2 separate regions of the Mus musculus genome follow, and region 1 is linked to region 2. A link is a contact called in public HiChIP or PLAC-seq data. All regions are on one chromosome and are shown on one strand. The core of a region is the stretch at or near the end of the contact, and the rest is flanking DNA. Distances in the headings are between cores, read along the strand shown.

Region 1 (4,704 bases), core at 504-3,003, 710 kb after region 2:
AGGCTTGTGACCTTAAGGATCCCTCCAATTTCCACTGGCCACAACACCACAACACCAACGCTGGGGTACCTGCTCAGTGAGGAAGGAAGGCTTGTAGGCGCCGTCAGTCGATTTGTTGCCGGTGCCCCTCATGGACTTCATGTGCGAGACCGCCATGCGCAGGATGGTCAGCTTGTCTGGCTTCCTAGCCAGTGCACTGCAGGTGGGAACCATGTCGGAGAGTTCCGTAATATATTGAGTCATCTTGTTCCGCCTGCGCCGCTCAATCTCACTGTGGTTCTCTCTTCCCAGAAAGCAAGAGGTCAGGGGGAGGGAAAAAGAGAAGGATCAGACCAGGGGTCGGTCAGCAGACATTGGGATAAAAGAATACACTGTTAACATCAGATAGCCAAAGTCCTGGACCTAACTCATAATGGCTCAGTGTTTTGAGTAGTTGTGGACTGAATCCCTGACACATCTGTAACTCGGGTCTTTGTGTGGGAAGCATGGACCTCTCTCTGTGCCTCCTTCTCTAAATATGTATAGGCTCTTCCGGAATTACACACATACCTATGGACTTTTGACCAGGGAGCATGGAAGATTAAAACTTTTTAGCAGGCTTTCTGTGTACAAGCATGATCTTAAACATGAATGTGTGGATACACATTTACAAATGTAGCTCCAGACTTCTTATCCATGTGGTTTATTTCCCTCATGACACGAAACACTCACTATAAGATAGCCTCCAACTTATACTCCTTCAATTCTTGGATGGTGATAATCCATTCAAGTGAACACTGTACCTCAAAATACATAAAGCACCCAAAGATGAGGAATACCCACACAGCCATGTGACTTTTACCTTCAATACAGCACTCAATATATCTTATGAATCCTTAGCACTCCACTATAAAGTAGGGATGTGTTGAATGCTTAGCTAGAGACAAACTGATATGAGTGTTCTAATCTGGCTAAAGGCCATCCAAGCTAGGCTGAGATGCTTGGCTGGGGCTGTATCAAATGCTTTGTCTTTAGCAATACCCTCAGCTGACAATGGGCTTGCAGTATCTAACCCATCGCAAGCCTCACTATTCTTTGTGTTACTAAGGAGACCACGGATGACGCAGATTCACTTTATATAAAGTGAACATGCCTTTCTTCTACACCCAGTGTATTTCCTGCAGCATAGTAACAGAACAGGTGTGATCCTGGCCTATTAGCAAATAACCAATTACAAAAAATACTCCAAGGAATTACCCAATTCCATTTCTAGGATTCTTAAAATGGAAAACCAACAGAAGGGCTGGGAGAATATTTCTGCCTCGAATTATTTATTACCGTTCAGCTCAAAAGAGAGTAACAGCCAACCTCATCCAACACACTTGCTGTTCCCTGAGATGAAACAGAGTCTAAAAACACACCCCACGCTGCTGCTGCTGTTGCTGCAGAATGGAGGGCTTTCTGGCTTCTCTGGGAAGGAAAGTGACACCAACAATAAGAAAAGAAGATCCCCAGGCAAGGCTGCTCCACACACTGCATGTATTCATCAGCCTTACACTTCGGGAAGTGGGACAACACGACAATCAGGCCCATAGGTGTGACAATGAGCATGCTGTGTGTGTGCGCTGAGAGACCCTCTGTAGAAACAGCAGTCCCTGTGGTGGACTGGTGTGAACCTTCTGGAACAGAATTTCCATTCAAGGAGTCCTGAGCTAGCCCCACAATGGGTATGGAATGCCAAAGAAAACAAGGAAGCCCAACATGGTCTTCAAGGGATGTAAACACCCACTGTGCATAGCAGAGCCCAGAGGTGGGATGTGATCACATGCTCAGCAAGGCCTTGGAAGGTAAAAGGCAGGTGAGAAAAAGACATAGAAGAGGAGGGGCTAGAAGGGGTTAGCAACAGTGGGAAGGGTTAGACCTATGTGGCAGCAGAAAAAAAGGAGGTGTGCTCTGGGGAGAGGGTTTATCTCGAGGGTTAAAGGAAGATCTAAAGCGTTGATCAAGGAAGAGACATCTCTGTAGGAAGGGCAGACCTGGTGGAAGAGGAAACTGAGGAACTTGGGAAGCTGGGGTGCAGGCCAGACCACAGTGAGAAATCGAATGGGCCAATGGGCCCTGATGTGGCTGACAGAGGTAGATGAGCCATGTAGGAGAGAGGAGGAAGACCAGCAAGCAGACTCCTGAGGCCAACCCCACCCATAGGGGATTAACTGGACAGATGTCGGTGAAGCAGCAATGTTCTTATACGTAGGAAAGACTCCCTAGGGTCAGGAAACTCTATCTCTCCAAGGCGGAAGTGGACAGAGCTTCCTGAGTAGGGGGGAAAGGGTCAACCAGATAAGAAGAGGTTGGGGTGGGGCATCTACAAGCCAGGGAAAGTGTTGCAAGCGGGAATTTGAACAGAGGACTGCTAGCTCTTCAGCACAGGCAGGAGTCTTGCCATGGAGGTACCTGAGGCCCTTTCCTCGCCTTCCACAACCACAAAGCTGGTCATACGGTGCAGAACACATTCTTCAGCTGGACATTTGTCCAGGAGGCCTAAAGCAGGGAGAGCTCCCAGAGGTGTGTAACGCCACCTTGCCAGCTCACACTTCGTGGGACCACTCAGAGAAGGTGATACTCTGAAAGTGCATGGGCTGATGATGTAAGGAGAGACCAGACAAGAAGTTCAGGCACTTCTGAGCAGATGATGATTCAGGCAGGACCCAGAGCTCCCTTCACACCTCCCTGCATGTTCCTGTAGGGTCATGTGAAACAGGCATCTGAAAGGAGAACCTGCCCACCCCATCTGGAGTCTCACTCTGACCTTGGGATGTCTCACAGCCCCACACACTTCTCTCTGGGTCCCCTTCTCCCCTCTCTCCAGTCCGTCATTCAACACCCCTCTGAATCATAAGAACACATTGTCTACTCTGACTTATCTCTCGTCCAGCACATGCTGAATAGCTTCTTCACCACAAAGTTCTGTCTGCCAAACTCTTGCAAAAAAACTCTTGACTCTTCTCCCTTCTCCATGCCCATGCCCTGCCCACAGCAGCTATTACCACTGCACCATGTGGCTAAGCCTCCTCTCATCTTTCTTTCCTCCATCACAGACCTTATATTGTAGACAGACTGGCAGGTTTCTAAATGCAAGTGTAACCCATTAAAGTCCTTCAGTAGTGACCCCAAACCTACAGAGATAAGACTAAAGCTTTCAAATAGTGTCTGTGGTAATCAACAATGCCATATTGCTATGGACTAAATTTCCTATAAACATTGGGAGGGGTCTTTGTGAAGTTCTCTGATGAATCCATAGATAAATTAAATGTGTAGACTAAGGTAAAGGAAGAAATGATTACAGCAATATCCAAAAGCTGGAAATCACACTCACTGACCAGTGCAGGAAGCAATACAATAATCTTAGATTTTCTATGAAATAAGCCTGAGGTACTAGCAGTGTATTAAAGAGCTGAGAACTGCCAGTTGCCTGGCAACAAGATCTGAGAAGCAAATGGTACACACTGATATGTAAGATTTCATTTTAAAGCCTTCAAGGATACAGAAGTAAGGCAATGCCATCTTGTGAGAAGAGAAAGGCACACCCTTAAGACCCTATTTACTAGGCCAAGTTCATCTTCTCCCAGGGGAGGGGACAATGGGCTCAATCTGTTAGGCCTGTGAATGTGGTGTCTATGAGCACCCAAAATTGCTGGGAGCCAGGTAGCATCAGTAAGGAAATCTGCCTCTACATATGTAGGAACAGGGTCAGGACTCTGCAGCAAAGGACAGCTGGGATGCAGGAGGCATCCTAATTCTGCTGGAGCAAGAAGACTAGAGCCTTTCCGCAAGGGGGACAACTGGAGGAATCAAGGGCAAAGAAGGAGGTGTAGCTAGCTGTGTGAGTTTACTTATAGCAGTGGTGTGTGTGTGTGTGTGTGTGTGTGTGTGTGTGTGTGTGTGTGTGTGTGTGTGTGTGTGTGAGCCATTTTGACTTACATTTATGAAATGGGAGCACTTCAAAAACTTTCCTCATGACTTCCAGGAGGTGCTGGCACAATCATGGTGCCATTCTCCTGTGACCTAAAGGCTAAGATTATACAGGATGGTATGAAAGTATGTGTTGAGGAGGACCCTCTAAATAGAAGTCCCAATGGATACATGCAGGAACCCCAGAACCTAAGACACTGAAGGCAGGACTGAGTGAGAGGAGCCATGCAGTCATGTGTTAAGGCTGAGTGCCCCTCATTGCCTCCCTTGACACACATGGAAGGGGTCTGAAGTAGATCTGGTTCTGCAAGTATATAAGGTCCATAGAGAGTCTGATGTGTAATTGACTTTTGATGAAAGCTTGGGACTGTCAGCTGTCCAAACTCTTGAAATGCCACTTCCCACTGGTGTCACCTGTAACACAGGAACATGCTGGGACACTAAAGTGGGAAGCCACCTTGGGCTGCCCGGTGCTGTGAGATACTTGGGCCTCACTCTGCGTGCAGGCTTGTAGATTGGGTGTGCTATCAGGGTGCTGACCCTGTGAGGATGCCACTAGGTCCTGGGGTCCATTAGGGAGGCCTGTGTTTTGTTCTGGGGTGTGATCAGAGTCTTCTAGAGACAGAGCTCATCTATGTGTGTTGTTAGTGCCTGTGAGTTGATAATGGAAGTCAAGAGGGAACAGAAGTCAAGCCAAGTGCTAGCAAGTGAAGGCTGCTTCCTTAGGCCGTGCTGGGAAAGGAACCCAAGCTT
Region 2 (4,492 bases), core at 638-3,137:
AGATCTGAGGTGTCTGGGCTCAGACTATCTGTGACAGAGGAAAAGCATCTCAGAGGGCAGGAGAGTCTGTGGAGGAGGCAGCACCAGAGCTGCATTTGTGATGTGCCTACTGTATGCAGGGAGCATTCTCTGTGTTCTGCCTACTGTATGTATGTAAGTTCCGCATGTATTCTGATGAGTATGTCAGGCAAACTCCTGGCTTTCCTGTAAAGACAGCCGTGGTGCCTCTGAGGCCCCTTTTATCCACTTTTACTTACTCTGTGTGTCTTTCCCCACGTGGTTTGTCTCTTCTGTGATGTTCTCCCATCAAGCCCAGGGCTCCCCAGAGAGAAACATAGTCACTAACTCAGATTTCTTACTTATCTGTTCAAGTTTCCAAAGAGAACACAGCTGAGTGACTATGAGGGATAGCTTGAGCTTGGGGTGAGGGTGGGGGTGGCGTATGGGCAGAGAAAGTACCCCAGAATCAGTGGGAGGTGGGGAGGGAGAGAGAACATGGAATCTGACGGAGGATTTGTTCCCTCTCCCTCTGTATTTCCCTCTCTCCCTCCCCCTCCCCTCCCCTCCTCCTTCTGGCTGTCTTTCTCTGCACAGGGGTAAACTGATAAACAGCTCCTTATACACAAAGCCCAGGAGGGGTTGGGGGGATGGGCTGTCAGTAGCCATAAGGAGAATCTGCACCTAGCTGTCCTACCAGCTCCCCAATGTGTTTGTAGCAACTGTGCCGTGTGTCCCCTAGAGGCTATGCTATCATCCACAACAAGGAGGCTGAGAGGAGTCCTGGGCACTGAATCTAGAGCAGGAGTAGAAGTGACCACCATGTCTGGACCACTTCTGCTGGTCATGGCTCTGAGCTAGATGCTTCCATGGTACATATCTAACCCGCATCTGCTATTTCTTCAGGGATCCCAACAAAACCAACCTGGTCACATTCTTTCAGACAGACCTGAGTGGCTACCTCCCTCAGAGTGTGGTGGACTCCTTCTTCCCTCGAAGCATGGCTGAGTTCTACCCCAACCTTCAGAAGGCAGTGAGGAAGTTCCATCACTGACAGTCGCCTATTGGCAGGGATTGCCTATGGTCCTTCAGGAACTCCAGCTGTTGAGCCTCAAAGGACACGGAAGAGCTGCTGAGGCCTTTTGAGATGCCATAGTTAACAGCAAATCTCAGGGTTCCATTCCAGAGGAGCAGCCCATCCCCCCACACCACCCTCCGTCCTCTTGGGCTTGGTGTGGAAGGAGCTAACCACTAGCTTGCCGTGGTGCACACATAGGCCTGGCAGGCCAGGGCAAGTCCCTCTATGGCCACCTGAGAGATGGCTCACGTACTCTTTGATTCCTTGTGGTCCAGAGCCCTGTGTGCTGGTTGCTGTAAGACACCTTGTCCCTGTGTGGGTCTTAAAGAATCATCATCCATTGTGGTCGCTAAGTCCTGCTTCCTCTGGCATCTGGAGTTCCCAGACTCCTGTGTTCCCTTTCTGGATATGCTTTTGTATACAAATTTTTAGCACAAGACTTTCACTCTTTACAAAAGTGTCAACTTGGAAAATGATGTTTTAAACCACAGGATAAGCCTTAAGGAAAAATACTTTCAATCTACCGTTTGTGATCTCTTCCATCAGAATCATCTCTTTCTATCTGTTTCTCCCTTTGTGGGTTAAGGTTCACATCCCCATGAAACCGGCTTGTAACTGCCTCAGGCCAGTTTGTATCTTTGGGAAGGAGTGTGAATTCTTGTGGCCCCTATGAGTGACTCTAGGCAGGGCCAGCAGTTCCTGTGTGCATGCTAGACTCTGGGGAGGTGAGCCCCATGGCATGTACCTCACTGTGCCCTCAGTCATCATGGTGAGGCAAGAATGCTGGGGACTCCTGGCCCCTCAGGCTTTGCTGCCATTAGGAAGGAGGGAAGAATGTCTGCTATGCTGTGCAAGTATGCACGCCTATTGTATCTGACACTGACCACAAGGTCTGCCATTCCTTTAGGGACAAAGGGTTTCTCTTTAGCTTTCCAAATAAATTTAGATCCTTGCTTTCCATCAGATGGAGAAAGGAAAGATCTCTGCTGACTGACACTGTCTTCAGAGACACAGTACCCTCACAGTCCAGCTGCTCCCCTCTAGTAGCTTTTAATAATTTTAATAATTCCCCTACTCTCTCTACCTTTGTTCTTCTCACTGTTGTTGGAGCAGCTTGGATTTAGTCAAAGGGCTCATTAGGACACAGCTTCATTTTGACGGGGCTTGTTCAGAATTTCCCGCAATCTCTATAGATCTGTCAGGTTTTCTTGCTGCTGCCCTGTTGCCTGGGGTTTGGATGCTGATCTCTTTCTGTGGTTCTCTCTCTCTCTCTCTCTCTCTCTCTCTCTCTCTCTCTCTGGTTTTGTCTCCATATTAAGCTTACTCACTTGCTATACCATTATTTAGGATGTGATCCACCTTGGGATTTTTGAGACCAGCTTTCTCATTGGCCTTTGACTCACCAAATAGGCTAGATTGGATGACCAACAATTCCAGGGACCAGTATCTTTCTGCTTCCCCAGGTCTGGAATTACACTTTGAATGCCACCGCATCTGGTTCTTTTCTTTTTTTCCTCCTTTTCTTTTCTCTTCTTTTCTTTTCTTTTCTTTTTGGTTGGTTGGTTGCTTGGTTGGTTTTATTTATGTTTTCTTCTTGTCTCTGGAGATGAAGTTCAGGTGACCATGCTTGCATGGCAAGCATTTTACTTACTGACAGCTGTTCCCCCCGGCCCCATACCTTCTCCTGTTAGATCAAATGTACCTTCTATTAAACCTGATAGATTGATATAAATGGTATCTTGAGTTCCTCATTTACTTGTCTGCTATAGGACAGAACTCAGAGTGGACTGGAGAAGCAAGCATGTCAGCTCCAGTAACATGCTGTCATTTTTCAGAGTAAGTGAGGCCGAGCTAGCCACGAAGAGTCACTGAAGGGCTTTTCCTGAAGAGAGGATCCAGCTGGGGTCTCTGAGTCCACTTCCAGCAAATATTTCTGGCTTCCAATTATGGAGAAACCAGCAAGTTATATATAGTAGCAAGCTTCCATTGTCAAGGCCCTAAAATAAATGGGCTCTGGTGTTTTATCTGTGACCCTTGCCAGGCCTTCCCATGTCATCTCTATTTCATGGAATGATTGAGGATCTGAACCCCTGGCCCAGACCTGGTGAAAGCTATATCTGCTGCGGATAATTGAGAGTGACAGTGAGTTGCCCTGAGCTTGGCTATCCGCTGTTCAGAAATAACCAAAGCAAATATACTGGCCATGCACATGCTGCAGACATGCTAAGCAGTTGTTTGTTTGTTTGTTTTTATTCCCTGATGTGCCATGTTTTCAATCTCCTGGGCCTGCTCATGTCACTGAAGGAATGACTAAACCTCTGCCCTTCCACATCTTAGCCTGACAAGCTGTTTATTGTTCTGAGGCTCAGTACCCTCCAATACATTGGTGCAGGACCGCCATTGGTGAAGTGGCTGTGATCACCAATAACTATCATCTAATACCAAGCAGGGTTCCTGACACGTGACAGATAAGACATTAACAATAATTTTATTTTATGCTCATACCCTCTGTCTTCTGGTTCCACTCCTTCTAGGCTCTCGACCCAACCAAAAAGTCTTCTATGTGTTTGAATGTGTTCTTCATGGCAGGCTGCATCTCACAGAGCTGTTTCTAACAACTTATCCCCTTTCCTTAAACCCAGGCAGGTGTTTGCCTGCTCTCGGCAGGAGTGTGACAGGAGCAATGTTATGAGTCTTCAAAGGCAGAACATTTAAAAGATGCACCCGCACCTGACTGTAGTGTGGCTGGGCAGTGTGGTGCAGAATCAATCGGCATGGTGCAGAAGCACCAGCCGTGAAGAAACTTCCCCAGTCATCAGCCAGCCCCTCTGGGGAGAGCCACAAGCAGTGACCCTTCACAGGACCCCAGCCCAGCCTTGACCTGCTCGAGCTGATAGTAAGGAGCTCCCCTCCAAGACATGAGATGCATGAGAGAAAAAAAAAAAAAGCACTGCCATGGGGTGGCTTTCATAGTCCCTAGGGGATTTCCAAATCAGGTCATTTGTTTCTTGGGAAACTGCAATACAACCATTTTATTACGGCACCAGGGTATTATCACTAAGCTGTCTATATACAGTTGACGTGGTTCGTAACAGCCACCTCTGCGTGACTCTGTCCTGACATTTGGAACAGCCCTCTTGATGGGCAGTGTGCCAGGAGGTCCAAACCTGAGCAGCAGCTACCAGAGGCACACCTGGGCTTTCCCCAGCCTGGGTGAGGTGGGCAGCAGAGACCCTGAGAATCAGCGATTACTGGAGCTTCCAGCTCCTGCTTTGTCTTAGCATTGGCCGCCTGCCTATGAGTCTGCAGAAGCTGTTGTCTGCTTGCACTGGAGGCTGGTCCTTCTGATGACTATAGTGACAGGTCCATCAGGCAATGCCTTGATGACATTCCAGGCTTCAAACCGGGTAAGACCTT

The links. HiChIP or PLAC-seq counts read pairs in DNA pulled down with a chosen protein or histone mark.
Region 1: an H3K27ac HiChIP or PLAC-seq map of extraembryonic endoderm stem cells shows a contact between it and region 2, with 4 times the contacts expected there. The contact joins two enhancer-like sites. A contact is called at or near these places in 8 of 39 promoter capture datasets (the 3T3-L1 cell line, embryonic stem cells, frontonasal cranial neural crest and 3 more), 4 of 115 datasets of contacts at active chromatin or transcription factors (embryonic stem cells, extraembryonic endoderm stem cells, large pre-B cells and 1 more) and 1 of 9 other capture datasets (embryonic stem cells).

What each region holds. Positions count from the first base shown.
Region 1 is chr7:84,347,273-84,351,976 of GRCm38.p6, forward strand. Arnt2 (aryl hydrocarbon receptor nuclear translocator 2) reads right to left here. Exons shown (of 19, transcript NM_007488.3): 4 at 70-283. Gm30873 (a long non-coding RNA gene) reads left to right here. Exons shown (of 3, transcript XR_869767.3): 3 at 1-599. Among named protein-coding and RNA genes, the nearest start is that of Gm30873, 13 kb to the left of the region's middle. Within about 2 kb of position 1,754, at least 23 of the 459 cell types and tissues checked have an H3K27ac peak or open chromatin away from gene starts, as enhancers often do. A contact at or near this core is called in extraembryonic endoderm stem cells, where this site is marked.
Region 2 is chr7:83,639,519-83,644,010 of GRCm38.p6, forward strand. It overlaps Stard5 (StAR-related lipid transfer (START) domain containing 5), which reads left to right. Exons shown (of 6, transcript NM_023377.4): 6 at 904-2,810. The coding sequence ends at 1,051. Il16 (interleukin 16) reads right to left here. Exons shown (of 19, transcript NM_001360087.1): 19 at 3,301-4,492. The coding sequence ends at 4,371. Among named protein-coding and RNA genes, the nearest start is that of Stard5, 9.7 kb to the left of the region's middle. Within about 2 kb of position 1,888, at least 16 of the 459 cell types and tissues checked have an H3K27ac peak or open chromatin away from gene starts, as enhancers often do. A contact at or near this core is called in extraembryonic endoderm stem cells, where this site is marked.